Linked DNA regions of Mus musculus: regions 1 and 3 are each linked to region 2. A link is a contact called in public HiChIP or PLAC-seq data. All regions are on one chromosome and are shown on one strand. Each heading gives the region's core, a stretch centred on a gene start, on an enhancer-like site or on the middle of the called end of the contact. The rest is flanking DNA. Distances are from core to core; before and after follow the strand shown.

Evidence for each region. HiChIP or PLAC-seq counts read pairs in DNA pulled down with a chosen protein or histone mark.
Region 1: a contact with region 2 is called in an H3K4me3 HiChIP or PLAC-seq map of bone marrow-derived macrophages, with 2.5 times the contacts expected there. The contact joins the enhancer-like site here to the promoter of Atxn2 in region 2. A contact is called at or near these places in 3 of 39 promoter capture datasets (the HPC-7 cell line, cranial neural crest and embryonic stem cells), 4 of 115 datasets of contacts at active chromatin or transcription factors (the SCID.adh cell line, bone marrow-derived macrophages and embryonic stem cells) and 3 of 9 other capture datasets (adipose tissue, liver and pancreatic islet).
Region 3: a contact with region 2 is called in an H3K4me3 HiChIP or PLAC-seq map of bone marrow-derived macrophages, with 2.3 times the contacts expected there. The contact joins the enhancer-like site here to the promoter of Atxn2 in region 2. A contact is called at or near these places in 2 of 39 promoter capture datasets (pre-B cells and stem cell-derived epiblast-like cells), 1 of 15 datasets of contacts at CTCF or cohesin (pro-B cells), 1 of 484 Hi-C or Micro-C datasets (B cells), 7 of 115 datasets of contacts at active chromatin or transcription factors (the 230-238 cell line, the HPC-7 cell line, the SCID.adh cell line and 2 more) and 3 of 9 other capture datasets (adipose tissue, liver and pancreatic islet).

The regions. Positions count from the first base shown.
Region 1 is chr5:121,562,341-121,566,781 of GRCm38.p6, reverse strand. It overlaps Aldh2 (aldehyde dehydrogenase 2, mitochondrial), which reads left to right. Exons shown (of 13, transcript NM_009656.4): 13 at 1-755. Among named protein-coding and RNA genes, the nearest start is that of Mapkapk5, 19 kb to the right of the region's middle. Within about 2 kb of position 2,166, at least 99 of the 459 cell types and tissues checked have an H3K27ac peak or open chromatin away from gene starts, as enhancers often do. A contact at or near this core is called in the HPC-7 cell line, the SCID.adh cell line, adipose tissue and 2 more, where this site is marked.
Region 2 is chr5:121,709,716-121,714,376 of GRCm38.p6, reverse strand. Atxn2 (ataxin 2) reads right to left here and starts at 2,768. Exons shown (of 25, transcript NM_009125.2): 1 at 2,101-2,768. The coding sequence starts at 2,741.
Region 3 is chr5:121,868,968-121,873,064 of GRCm38.p6, reverse strand. Cux2 (cut-like homeobox 2) reads left to right here. Exons shown (of 23, transcript NM_001312908.1): 17 at 1-15; 18 at 3,285-4,057. All of the region lies in intron 1 of Gm52785 (a long non-coding RNA gene), which reads right to left. Among named protein-coding and RNA genes, the nearest start is that of Gm52785, 3.7 kb to the right of the region's middle. Within about 2 kb of position 1,719, at least 24 of the 459 cell types and tissues checked have an H3K27ac peak or open chromatin away from gene starts, as enhancers often do. A contact at or near this core is called in the 230-238 cell line, the HPC-7 cell line, bone marrow-derived macrophages and 1 more, where this site is marked.

The DNA of each region.
Region 1 (4,441 bases), core at 917-3,416, 150 kb after region 2:
TGTGACCTCTGCCCTGTGTATAAATGGGGTTACTGTGACTATCCCAACCCTGCCCTGTCCTAAAGTACCTTCAAGGGCCACCTTGTGCCCAACCTGTAGATTATTCCCTATACAGAAATGCTCATGATGTTTGGCATAAAAAAAAAATTAAGCCAGCAATTAGCAATAGTCATTGTGAGAAGTTACACAACTCTTGGTGCCGCTACGCTTGTGTTTTGGGGTGTTGAGTTAGCTCTGCATGGGTGCTGCAATACTCAATCCTGGAAGCCCAGGAGCCAAGATGGTTGCTCGTAGCTGATAGGTGGGCAAATATGCCACGTGGGTACAACGGCTGCAGGCATGATGCTCACATCGGGCACAGGGCCGCACCGATGCATGCAGCCTGGACCAGTGTGTGCTTATTTTCAGAATTTCCGTTTATACTCTTATGCTATGCATGACGATTAGCTGCCTGGTACCTGCCCTGAGCAGGGATAAGCAGGTCAAGTCCAAGGTCCACAGGAGCTGGGAAGCTTAGGGGCGAAGGTCACAGATCTTACTCACCTAGTGAGTGAACAAGGCGTGGAGAGCAAGCTGCCATCACAGGCACAAGAAACGGACGGTGAGCTTAGCTTTAGAACTAGCCAGTCAGAGGCAGAGCTGAGGGTAGAAGGCTGATGAAGCCCTGAAGTTGTCCTTCGACCTCCATATACACATCCCTGTATGTGCATGCGCACTCAATGAAATAAATAAGTAAATACAATTTTTAAAGATCATATGCCTGGCGTGGTGCCTCACACCTTTACCCCAGTACCTGGAGGCAGAGGCACTTGGATCTCTTGAGTTGAAGGCCGGTCTGTTGTACAGATTGAGTTCTGGGACAGCCAGGGCTACACCGAGAAACCCTGTCTGGAAAAAACAAAAATTAAATTTGGGTGGTTGCCTGTAATGACACACCCTGTAATCCCAAGATTTAGAAGACGATTTAGAGAAGGCAGGAGGATTACCAAGAGTTTGAGGCCAGCTTGGACTTAAAAAATCCTGTCTCAATAAAAAAAGGGAAGGGGGTGGTGTCAGGCCACCAGGTAGCTTGGCGACCACAGTGACCACCGTAAGCAGTAAGCAGTGACGTGAGCACTTGAAACCTGCAGGAGTGGGCCCTACCTTCGTCATAGTGTGCAAAGTTTACCATGGAGACGCCAATCCAAGCACCACGCTGCACATACTGACTGCATGACATTTGGCAAGTGTGTCATGGAATTGCTGCAGGAGGATTACTGTAGTCTCAAGAAACCAAATCCCTCTCAGGTGACAAGAGGAAGGGGAGGAGTGGGGGGAGTGAGGGGTCTGCGGTGAGAGTCCTGGAGGGCTGGGAACTGCTTCTTTTCACTTCCAAAGGGCTTCCTCATCTCTCAAGCTCCACCTCCGTCCAGCTTCATTGCCCATTCTGGCTTCTGATGAGTCTGGATCCTTAGAACTGCTGCCCAGCCAGCCTTCCTCCCCAAGGCCCTGCAAGGAGAATGCCTGTGGCCCTGGTGTCTGGTCCGGTTGATGTGGAATACCTCCATCAAGCTAGTGCTATAGAGATGGGATGAAGCTTAGATCCGAGTCGTACCATCTACCCCGTGACCAGGAGACGCATCCCCACTAGTGATAGATACCCAAAGAAGACTAGAATTTGCAACATGAGAAATTAGCACCAGCCCGATACACACGCATTCTCTTATAGTCAGTGAGGCAGAGAGCAGTAGGAAGAATGGGATGGGGTGGGGGTGTGTGTGTGTGTGTGTATGTGTGTGTGTGTGTGGTGGTAATTCTTGGCCCCGGGCGTGTGAATCCAACTCAGTGCGAGACAAGCAGTTAATCCGGAACTAAGGCAGGCAGGTGTGATGAGCAGCCTGAAGCACAGGCTTCCACACCCAAGACACGGTAATCCTTTCTCTGTGAAGGAACCCTCTGGGCCGGAAGCAGCTGTCTGGGAGTGAAAACAAGGTTCTCAGGTTCCGTGGAGGAGCCTGATCTCTCTGGGTACTTGGATATGGGCCGATCACAGGAGTATTGGGTGCAAAGCCGTTGTTTGTGGGTTTGGCCTTCTCTGATCCTCAGGAGGAAATGCCGGGGTCTTGAGCACAACAAAAAGGCACGTGGGTGCTGGAGCGGAGACCCAGATGTTAGCGCCTCCTGGTGGCCAATGGCCAAACCACAGCGATATCCTCTGAAGGGAATCAAGACTGCAAGATGGCTCAAAGGGAGGAACTGAAAACAGTTACTGCAAGATGGCTCTGCAGTAAAGGAAGCTTGCCACCAAACGGAACCACCTGAGTTTGATTCCTAGAACCCACGAGGTGGAAGGAATTGAGAACTGCAAGAAAACAGGGATCCCCAACAAAAACCTTCCCGTGGATCTTCACAGCAGCCGAAGGGAAAAGCTGAACCTCACTCAACATTTCATCTACCAACATCTGTATTGTGTGTTTGTTTGTTAGCTAGTTTGTTTTCTTTTTTCTTTTTTTTTTAGATATATTTATTTTTTAATTTTTATTTATTTTTTTGGTTTTTCGAGACAGGGTTTCTCTGTATAGCCCTGACTGTCCTGGAGCTCACTTTGTAGACCAGGCTGGCCTCGAAATCAGAAATCCGCCTGCCTCTGCCTCGAGAGTGCTGGGATTAAAGGTGAGTGCCACCACGCCCGGCTTATTTATTTTAAGATTTATTTATTTATTATATGTAAGTACACTGTAGCTGTCCTCAGACACTCCAGAAGAGGGAGTCAGATCTCGTTAGGGATGGTTGTGAGCCACCATGTGGTTGCTGGGATTTGAACTCTGGACCTTCGGAAGAGCAGTCGGGTGCTCTTACCCACTGAGCTATCTCACCAGCCCCCTAATTTGTTTTCTTAAAAGACCACAGTTCACATACCAGATTTGGGGAGTCCAATCAACAGGACAGGATACCTGTCAGTGTGGATATCTACACTGAAGACATCTGGGGGGGGGGGAGATTCTGATCCTGCTCCCCCCTTGCCTCCTCACAGCCTGCGGTGAATTTGAGAGGCCCACCTAGCCACCCCCACTTTGGAACTGTCTTCCCCACTGGCTCTTGGGGCTCTGCTCTGTTCTTCCCCTGGGCAGTGTGGATACTTGAGCTTGACCAGGCTGGATCCATACCATCGACATTGAACAGGGTGAAGCACAGGGTGTGCCCTGGAAGGGTAAGGTCTTGTAATAAATGACATAAGAGACTGCAGCTGTCACACAGATGAAGCAGGCATAGAAGAAAGCCACGGAAGAACAAGCTAGCAGTCTTTGGGGAACACACTGAACCCTACCTGTCTTAGGGTTTTACTGCTGTGAGCAGACACCATGACCAAGGCAACTCTTATTTTTTCTTTTTTAAAGATTTATTTATTATTATATGTAAGTACACTGTAGCTGTCTTCAGACACACCAGAAGAGGGAGTCAGATCTTGTTACGGATGGTTGTGAGCCACCATGTGGTTGCTGGGATTTGAACTCTGGACCTTCGGAAGAGCAGTCGGGTGCTCTTACCCACTGAGCCACCTCACCAGCCCTTTTTTTTTTTTTTTTTTGGTTTTTCAAGACAGGGTTTTTCTGTATAGCTCTGGCTGTCCTTTGTACACCAGGCTGGCCTCAAACTCAGAAATCTGCCTGCCTCTGCCTCCCCAGTACTGGGATTAAAGGCGTGAGCCACCACGCCTGGCCCAAGGCAACTCTTATAAGGACAACATTCAATTGGGGCTGGCTTACAGGTTCAGAGATTCAGTTCATTATCATCAAGGCAGGAACATGGCAGCATTCAGGCAGGCATGGTGCAAGAGGAGCTGAGAGTTCTACGTTTTCATCTGAAGGCTGCTAGTAGAATACTGGATTCCAGGCAGCTGGAATGAGGGTCTTAAAGCCCACACCCACAGTGACACACCTACTCCAATAGGGCCACACCTTCTAATAGTGCCACTCCCTGGGCCGAGCATATACAAATCATCACACTACCCAACTGTCCCTAGAACACCATCTCTCCCCCATCTCTCCCTTCCTCTCCTCAGTGCATGCCAGAGTAGTGACATCACTCAGAGCAGTGATGACATCAGAGCAGTGATGGCATCAGAGTTAGTGACATCACTCAGAGTAGTGATGACATCAGAGAAGTGGTGGCATCAGAGTAGTGACACCACTCAGCGATGACATCAGAGCAGTGATGGCATCAGAGTTAGTGACATCACTCAGCAGTGATGACATCAGAGCAGTGTTGTAGAAGGTAAACAATCCCAAATCGGGATTTCTACCCTGCCTCTGACCATTCAGTTCCTGGATAAAAGACACACAACTTTCATTACTTACCATAAGTTTTAAACAGCACAAGAGCTAGGTAGATATCTACCCTCTCTGCTGTTTAGAATCTACTCTCCAATCCATAACCCTAAGTTATCACTTACTCTTGTAAG
Region 2 (4,661 bases), core at 1,519-4,018:
CACCAACCCCAATGCTACACCTCCTTTCCTCAGTGCAGCCAGTCCTATTTTAAATCACACACACACAAAAGCAAAACTCTACAAGTTATAATGGATTTACAAGGAACCCACAGAGACAGTAATGAGAGAATGACATTAACCAAGGCTCTGTACAGAACAAACTCACACATTCTGAGTACCAGTATTGGACGAAAACTCTTAAAAAAAAAAAAACCTAGGCTTCAAGTGAAAGAACTTGAAGCAAGGAAGACTCGAAATGCCTTTCACTTTTGCAGCACCTCAACTGCAGAAAAAGATTGCTGGCACTCACACCCTGCTCACCTCCCTGTGGAGTCAACTCAGCTACCATCTAATGTTTAAGCCTAAAGAGAGCTGGTGAAGCCTAGGAACTTTAGCTTTAATTTGTATTTGAGTGAAAGTGACATACACGTCACTTTCTGATAACTAAAGAGAAAACATGAAAAAGCAAAGAAAAACAGGATGCATCCTTAAAGTTACATTTAAGTATCTTTTCGTTTTTCACTAAAAGTCAAGGACAGAAAAGAAACAACTTACAAAACCCTAACTTCACAGAGATGGGGAAATAAAATGATGGTTTAACTTGAACGAGGCAAGCTAAGCAGGGTTTGAAATGCCTCATGTTAGGGAAAATTGGGAGTGTGGAGGAATAAAGTAAAAAACATACTGTTCCCAGAAGAATTCCCTAAAACCTCGGCTCTGATTCACCCTAGGGGTTAACTTCTGCTGTAGAGGAACACTCTCTGGAAACGGACAGCAGGACAATGCGGCTAAGAAGAAAACTCCGTACAAGAAAAATCCCCTTGCCCACCTCCTAAGTCCTGGATGTCTATTTAAGGAGGAGGCTGCTCCAGGCCCTGCCAGCCAGGCCTAGGCCAGAGGGAGGCACAGTAGTGCCTGTAACACAGGGGCACAGGGGAAAAGGACTTGCATGCCCTTGGTAAGCTCTGGCGGCGGCGTTTCCCAAGTTAAGGACACCGGCCACAATGGAATGGAGTCTATTGGCATCTGCCTCTCCGTTTTAACACTAAGCATTTTCTTAGTTCGTGAAATACGAACTGACAAGCACCCCCACCACTCCCCACCCCCGCACGCACACACCCTCCAGAGTCCAGTCACACAGGACAGCACCCCAGCCTACCAACGAGATCGGGCCCAGGGAAGGGGAGAGGGGGACCAGGGCGCAAGCCAACACTCGGGAGTTGTTGCCTTCGGACCCGCACCAACTCCTCTGTTGCGGCGCCTCACCCCTAAAAATTGCAGGAACTGGGCCGGGGGGGGGGGGGGTTGGGAGGGAAAATGCGGTGCGTGTCCAGAGCCCGCGGCCAACCCACCTCAAGAGTCCGGCCCTCGCCCACCTCTATTCAAAGGCGCCTTCTGCTCCGCGGACGAGGAACAGCAATGCGGATCGGCCACCACCCGCGCGCAGGGGACCTTGCGGGGAAGGAGGGAGGCGGGCCTGGAGGGAGCCGGGCACTCCCACCCCTTCCCCAGTTGGGGGGGGGGAGGGGAAGAACGGCCCGCTGCGGGAACCCCGCCGCCCCAGATCTAAAGGGGGATGGGTGCGTTAGGCCGCTGGCACCCACCTCGCCTCCGTCGCCCACCTTCCCAGGGTCTGCGGGGCGGGGGATAGATATGCAGGACACCCGGCTTGACCCTACCTGGGGCGGCTGGGCCTCAATCTCCCCTCCTCCCTCCCGACTCCCCACCCGGCAAAGAGGCTCATTTCAGGAGAGGATCCCCCCACCCCCTGCGACCCGCACCCAGGCTCAGCCGCCCTTCTATCGGGGGGGGGGGCGCAGCAAGGGGGTGGGGCGGGATACCAATCGCCCCTGGCACACCCGGGAGGGGCAGGGGGCCGCCAGGGCCGTCCATCTTGGCCGTCTGGGGGGAGGGGACGCGATGGTGCGGGAGGCTGGACACGGCCCGAGAAGCCCGAAGGAATCTGCCGGCGCCTCCCGCCCCTCCGCGGGCCCCCCGGCACATCGCGAAGCCGGCCGGTCACGGGGCGCGAGGCGGGGGAGGGGACGAGCGGCGCGGGATCGGCCCGGCGCGGAGGGGGCTGGGGGAGCTGACACCCACCTGCCCAGGCCGGGACGCCCGCCGCCCGCGGCCGCCGAGGAAGACGCCACCGGCGCGGCCGGGGCCGGCACCACGGAAGCCGAGGTCACCGCGGCCGAGGCCGGCGCGGCGCCGGGCGACGAGAGCAGGCCGCCGCCGGGCTTGCGGCCAGTGGCGGGCGCGGGCGGCTGCGGCTGCGGCTTCAGCGACATGGTGAGCGGCCCATACACCGGCTCGCACGCCGGGCGGGGACAGCCGGGTGCCGGGCGCGCCGAGGAGGAGACGCCGGAGCGCGGCGGGGACGCGCGGACGCCGGGCGGGCAGGCGCGGGCCGGCGTGGCCGCGGGGGCCAGAGGCAGCAGGACAACGACGAAGGGGCGGGGAGGCCCGCAGACACCGAGCAGCCGCCGGGAGCCGGGCCGGGACGCGCCGTGGCCGTTGCTACCAAAACAGTCTGAGGCGCAGGGTGGCGAGCGCGGCCCGCGGGGAGGGGCGCCGGGGCCGCGCGGGGGAGGGCCGGCGGAGGGATACGCCACCGCGCCGCCCCGCCCGCCGCGCCGCGCCGTCCGCGGGAGCGAGCGCCGCGCGGCCCAGCCCGCCGGGCGGCGCGGCTCGGGGTCCCCCGCCGCGGGCCGCTGAGCGGCGGCGGTGGACGAACGCATGGGACCCGGGCTGGCGGACGCGGACGGGGTTGACGCGGGCCTGGAGGGCGCGGAGATGCGAAACAGACCCGGGGCGGGGGAGGTGTCGGGGGTGGGGGGGGGGACTCTTTACCGGAAGTCGGAAGGGTCAGGCGGAAGTCGAACGTGAGACGGCCCGGGGGGCCGATCAGGGACACGTGAGGAGCGGGGCGCAGCGCTGGGCCGCGTTCGCTCTCCCCGGGGTCGAACTAGGGCCGTGGAGGGGGCCAGGAGGGATCCGCCCTCGCCAAGGCGGGTCTGAACTTCGGGATCTGCTTCGGGGACGGGCGCCGTGAGCTGCTCGGGTGTCCTCGACCCCCTTGGAGGACCTTGATTTCACCCCACCCCCACCCCACCAAATCACAACTTAGAGGATGGCCTGCGGGCACCTTCGGGGCGGGGACCTGCAATCGGGGCCTGGCACACAGTAGGCCCCCAGGTGCCACTGCGTGCCGACTTGCCCTGCCAGCGTGGGGAAGCTTGCCGCCTCAGAAGCCACCGCCAGCTGCTTCACTTTGCCCCACTTTATTCACCCCGGCGAACTGTTGGGTCTCTGACCTTCATTTGAACCCTCTTTTTTTTTTTCCCCCTAGCTCGCTCGGACTTCTTAGTTCCTCCTTCAGGGGACCCGAAGGGAAATGGACCTGATTGGTAGTAGAACTGGGTGATGGGGTCTCCCTCGGTGAAGACTAAACAGACTTTCCCAAGAATGTCAACTTTAGACCTTGACCCCTTTTAAAAACTTTTACTTTAACTCGGGAAGGCCACCAAACACTGGTCCGTTTTTTTTTTTAAGGTGTTGTAATTAAATTGGAAACAAATGGTTAACTTTTTTCAAATGAGTTTAAATTGGTTTTTTTTTTTTTCTTTCTTTTCTAAGTGAAATTGCTTAAGAAGGTGATGGGCCGAGGGAAAAAAAAAAACCCTCAACCTATTAAAGTCATTCCAGTGAATTAAAGGCAGGCATGGTGTTCTTGCCTGTAGTACGAGCACTTGGGAAATGGAAGGAGGATTAGACAGTCAAGGTCATCTTCACCTTCATGAGGGAATTCTAGGCCAGGCTAAGCTACAAGAGACCCAGTCTCAAGAAGGGGCAATTCAATGAAGAGTTACCCCTGGTTATGGCACATGCCTTTAATCCCAGCTCTGGACAGGCAACTGGATCTCTTGAGTTCCAGACTTGTTGGTCTACATGGATTTTTTTTTTTTTAAGTAGCTAGCAGATAGCTCAGAAGGTAAAGGCCCAGGCTGCCTAAGCTCACCACCTAACTCTCAACCCTGGAGCTGGCATGTGGAAGAAGAAAACTTAAATGCTTGGAATTGTCCCCAGCCCTCCACCCTTGGATTGTGCCACACATATATAAGCAATATAAGTATGACCTTGTCGGTGGTGGTTTTTGTTCTTGTTTGGTTTTTTCCGAGACAGGGTTTCTCTGTGTAACAGCCCTGGCTGTTCTGGAACTCACATAGATCCACCTGCCTGCTGAGATCAAAGACCTGCTTCACCATGACTGGCCATAAATATGACTTTAAAAAAAAAAGAGAGAAAAATGGATCTGGGGTGTCAGTTTTAGATAGGGAGTATAGCATTGCCTCTCCAGCTCCACACCCCTGGTCCACCTGTGAATAATTAAAAAGAAAAACTTAGAACGTATATAAGAGTTACTAGTAGTCCAGTTGAAATTCAATTAACCTACATAGCCCAAATAAAAATTGTCATATTTGGTGAACACTTTCTAAAAGGTCATTGTTATTTCCCAAGAACATGGAGAGAGGGAAAGTTAGCCTTCCTAGATGTGGTGGTCCTTGAAAAAGTGACCCTGAAGAAGCCTGACATGAAAGCAAAGCCTTGAATCCCAGCATTCGGGAGATAGAGGTCACAGGGAAAAGAGTTCAAGGCCA
Region 3 (4,097 bases), core at 470-2,969, 160 kb before region 2:
AGTCTCAGAAGGGGGGTAAGTGTGGCCTCTGCCCATGACCTCTGATCCTTGCCTGCATCTCCTCTATCATCCCAGGGTGTTCCCAGGTCAGTTGTAACCTCCAGGGCCCCAGAAGGGCCTTCCTGGAACACACGCAGGTATGCCACAGCTCAGGTCTCTCCCGTGTCTCACTACCTGCCCCATAACAAAATCTCAGCTGTTCAGCAAGACATCCGGACCCTGAGACTATCCCCTTTCCCAGGACATCTAGCCAAGCGCCACTCTCTTAAGTGTCACCTCCTCCAGGAAGCCCCCCCCCCCTATCCTGGTATGCTTCCCACTGTGGCCTACAGTACCAAATACAAGATAGCAGGACTGGCCATAAATCCTGGTTCAGCTGTTGATTAGCTGTGTGGCCTTGTATTGATGACTTGACCTCTCTGTGCTTCCCTCCTCTCATCTTTAAGACGGGAATGATATTAGCTCTCCTTTCTGAAGGCTAAGGGGATCACCAGCCAGGGGCAGGTACACAGAAGACTGTAGGCAGAGTCTTAGAGTCAAAACCACCTTCTTTGTTGTGATCCTGCCTGCCATCAATGGCTCTGGCCTTGTCCCTGCCAATGGCTTGGGGGCTTCTATGGCTAGGCCAAGTTATACACTTAACACCCTGCAGTGTTGGTTGCCTGGGATCCTGGGATGCTGGGCTCAGTTCTCCCACCCCACTGTGCGGTGTCTGCTGCCCCCTGCTGGTGGATCCGTGCATGTATTCCAGTTGCAAAGTCCTATGAGGAAAATCTATCCGTGACTGTGGCCTTCAGTGGAGACCCGCCTCTGTCCCTAGGAGAGGCCACAGGAGAGGGAGTTTACCCTGCCCTACCAGCTAATCCTCTGAGCCATTCATGATTTTTTTTTTTAAATACAGGGTTTCTGTGTGTAGCTTTGGCTGTCCTGGAACTTTTTCTGGAGACCAGACAGGCCTTGAACTCAAAAGAGTTCTTACTTACTCTTACTGGGACACCTTAGCCTCCCAATTGCTGGGATTAAAGGTGTGCCCCACCACCACCACCATCATCACCACCAGGCTCCCACTGAATGCTAGTCCGGAGCTGCAGATGTGAAGCGTGAGCTGCAGATGTGGCTGAGGCGTAGCAGCACAGCCTTGAGTTCAGTTACACAGACCCTGGGTGTCTGACGTTCTCAGTGCTTCCCCCAGGGTCAGAAACAGACTCGGAAGCATTAAAGTCAGCAGCGGGGCTGAAGGGAGTGTTCACACTCAGTACTAAGCTATAAGGGTGGCCACTCCCACTTCTACCTCCTACCCCAATATGTTCCAAACAGCTGGGAAGGCCCAGCCCAGGGCACCAGGCATGGCCGAATGCCAGCTCCAGGCGTGTTCTTGACAAAACCAAAGGAAGTGTCCAGGGTGGAGGTGGGTGGGCAGGCATTTATACAAGCTGCTCATAACAATGACAGGCTAGTCAGTGCTGGTGGTGGTGGTGGTGGTGGTGGTGGTGGCGGCGGCGGAGGCGGTGCACGCCTTTAATCCCAGCACTCAGGAGACAGAGGCAGGCGGATCTCTGAGTTCGAGGCCTACACTCTGGTCTACAGAGTGAGTTCCAGGACAGCCAGAGCTACACAGAGAAACCCTGTCTCGAAAAGAGAGAGACAGAGACAAAGACAAGCCGCTTCCCACTTCAGCCTCCCCAGCCTGTTGCTGGACTTTGAAGTCATGTGACTGGCACTTCCTGGGTTGTCATCCCTTCCTGTTTTAAATGTTTTTCTAGGTTCCTACTTGGATCCACGCTGGGTTACTTTCCGAGACTCAATGCTGGTCTATTGCTTTTAGTTTGAAAAACAAAATGTCATTCTAATGGCTGTGTCGTGGGCCCAAGGGTGGAGGCTACCCAGGGACACAGGATCATGGAGGAAGGCCATGGTGACCTGTCTGGCTCAGTAGTCAGAGAACACTGTCTAGAAGGGAGAGAGAGGCAGCCCCTAGTCACACCCGGCTCCATTGCTGTCCTGAGACACGGCCTGGGTCTGTGACATCCTCTCTGCTTACTCCTTGTGTGGACTTCCTGTTTGTCTTCCTTTGCTTATTCATAGAACCAACTGAGCCCCTGGGACTTATGACTCCGACCCAAGACTCTGTGTGCGTCTGACCTGACACTCCCCCTCCCCTCCCCCCCTCCCCGCTCCTCCCCTTCTCTTCCCTCTCAGATAGCTGTCAGCCTGGTTTTTTCCTATCAGTCCATTGATGAGACTTTCCCCTGCACCTTGTGGTTTAATTAGCTTGCTTGGTAGCTTGTGGAGACTTAGACTTTGAATCACCTTCCCTTCCCCCACCCCAACCCTGAGACAAGCTTTCTCTGTGTAGCCCTGGCTGTCCTAGACTCACTCTGTAGACCAGGCTGGCCTCTAACAAACTCCCAGAGACCCGCCTGCCTCTGCCTCCTGATTGCTGGGATTAAAGGTATGCCCGACCTCATTAACCACTGGTTTTTCTTTTTCTTTTTTTTTTTTTTTTTTTTTTTTTTGGTTTTTCGAGACAGGGTTTCTCTGTATAGCCCTGGCTGTCCTGAAGCTCACTTTGTAGACCAGGCTGGCCTGGAACTCAGAAATCTGCCTGCCTCTGCCTCCCGAGTGCTGGGATTAAAGGCATGCGCCACCACGCCCGGCTGTTTTTTCTTTGGATGGTTGGGTTTCCACCACGGGCTTTTGCTATAGAATTCATGAGCGCATCTTTGAGTTACTGCCTCTTTCTTGACCTTCTTAGGCTTTCACGAGGTTGGTTTGTATAAATGTATAACAGCGTGTATAAAAGGCGTGCTTTTTGTGGGTTTTGGCTTTGTTTTTTTTGTTTGTTTGTTTTGGGTTTTTTTTTTCAATATTTATTTAATGTAAGTACACTGTAGCTGTCTTCAGACACACCAAAAGAGAACATCAGATTTCATTACAGATGGTTGTGAGCCACCATGTGGTTGCTGGGATTTGAACTCAGGACCTTTGGAAGAGTAGGTGCTTTTAACCTCTGAGCCATCTCACCAGCCCCTTGGCTTTGTTTTAACACTGCCTCCTCTCCTTGTTCACTTTCTCCACATATACTAAGATCTTACTATTGGCCTGATTTTTTTTTTAATGCCTGCCTAATATTGCACCAGACAGTCAGACAAGACCCACCATGACTTACTTAACCAGTCTTCCCATTGTAGAACACCGAGGTTGCCCCCATGTTTAGATGGTATAAACACAGATGCCACATACAACTATGTCACGATGATGGGCCCCTGTCCACCCCATCACAGGTGAGTCCAAGAACTCCCCAGCCTCCGTGAGCATCCCCAACGGCACAGCCTCCTCCAGCACCTCGGAAGATGCCATCAAGAACATTCTGGAACAAGCCCGCCGAGAAATGCAAGCCCAGCAGCAGGCCCTGCTGGAGATGGAGTCGGGTCCCAGGGGCCGCTCAGTGCCTCCCTCTCCTCCGGAGCGGCCCTCGCCAGCCACTGCGAGCCAGAATGGGGCCCTGACCTGCGTGAAGCAGGAAGATGGCGGTGGTGGCAGCGGCAGCAGCAGCACTGTGCAGGCGCCGCTTGCTGTCTTGTCCCCCGCTGCATTTGTGCAGCGGATCATCCGCAAGGTGAAGTCGGAGATCGGCGATGCCGGCTACTTTGACCACCACTGGGCATCAGACCGTGGTTTGCTCAGCCGTCCCTATGCCTCCGTGTCGCCCTCCCTCTCCTCCTCCTCCAGCTACTCCGGACAGCCCAATGGGCGAGCCTGGCCTCGTGGGGACGAGGCAACCATCGCCCCTGAGGACGAAGCAGCTATGGGCGAGGACGAGGCCCCCAGGGTGGGAGAGCTCAAGGCCGAGGCCGGAGCCCCGGAGGTGGGCGGCGGGCGACTGCCCTACTATCCAGCATACGTGCCCCGCACACTCAAACCCACTGTGCCGCCCCTGACACCCGAGCAGTATGAACTGTACATGTACCGGGAGGTAGACACGCTGGAGTTGACACGCCAGGTCAAGGAGAAGCTAGCCAAGAACGGCATCTGCCAGCGCATCTTTGGGGAGAAGGTGTGGACCCGGGGGAGGAGGGGGGACCCAGGAGCAAGGC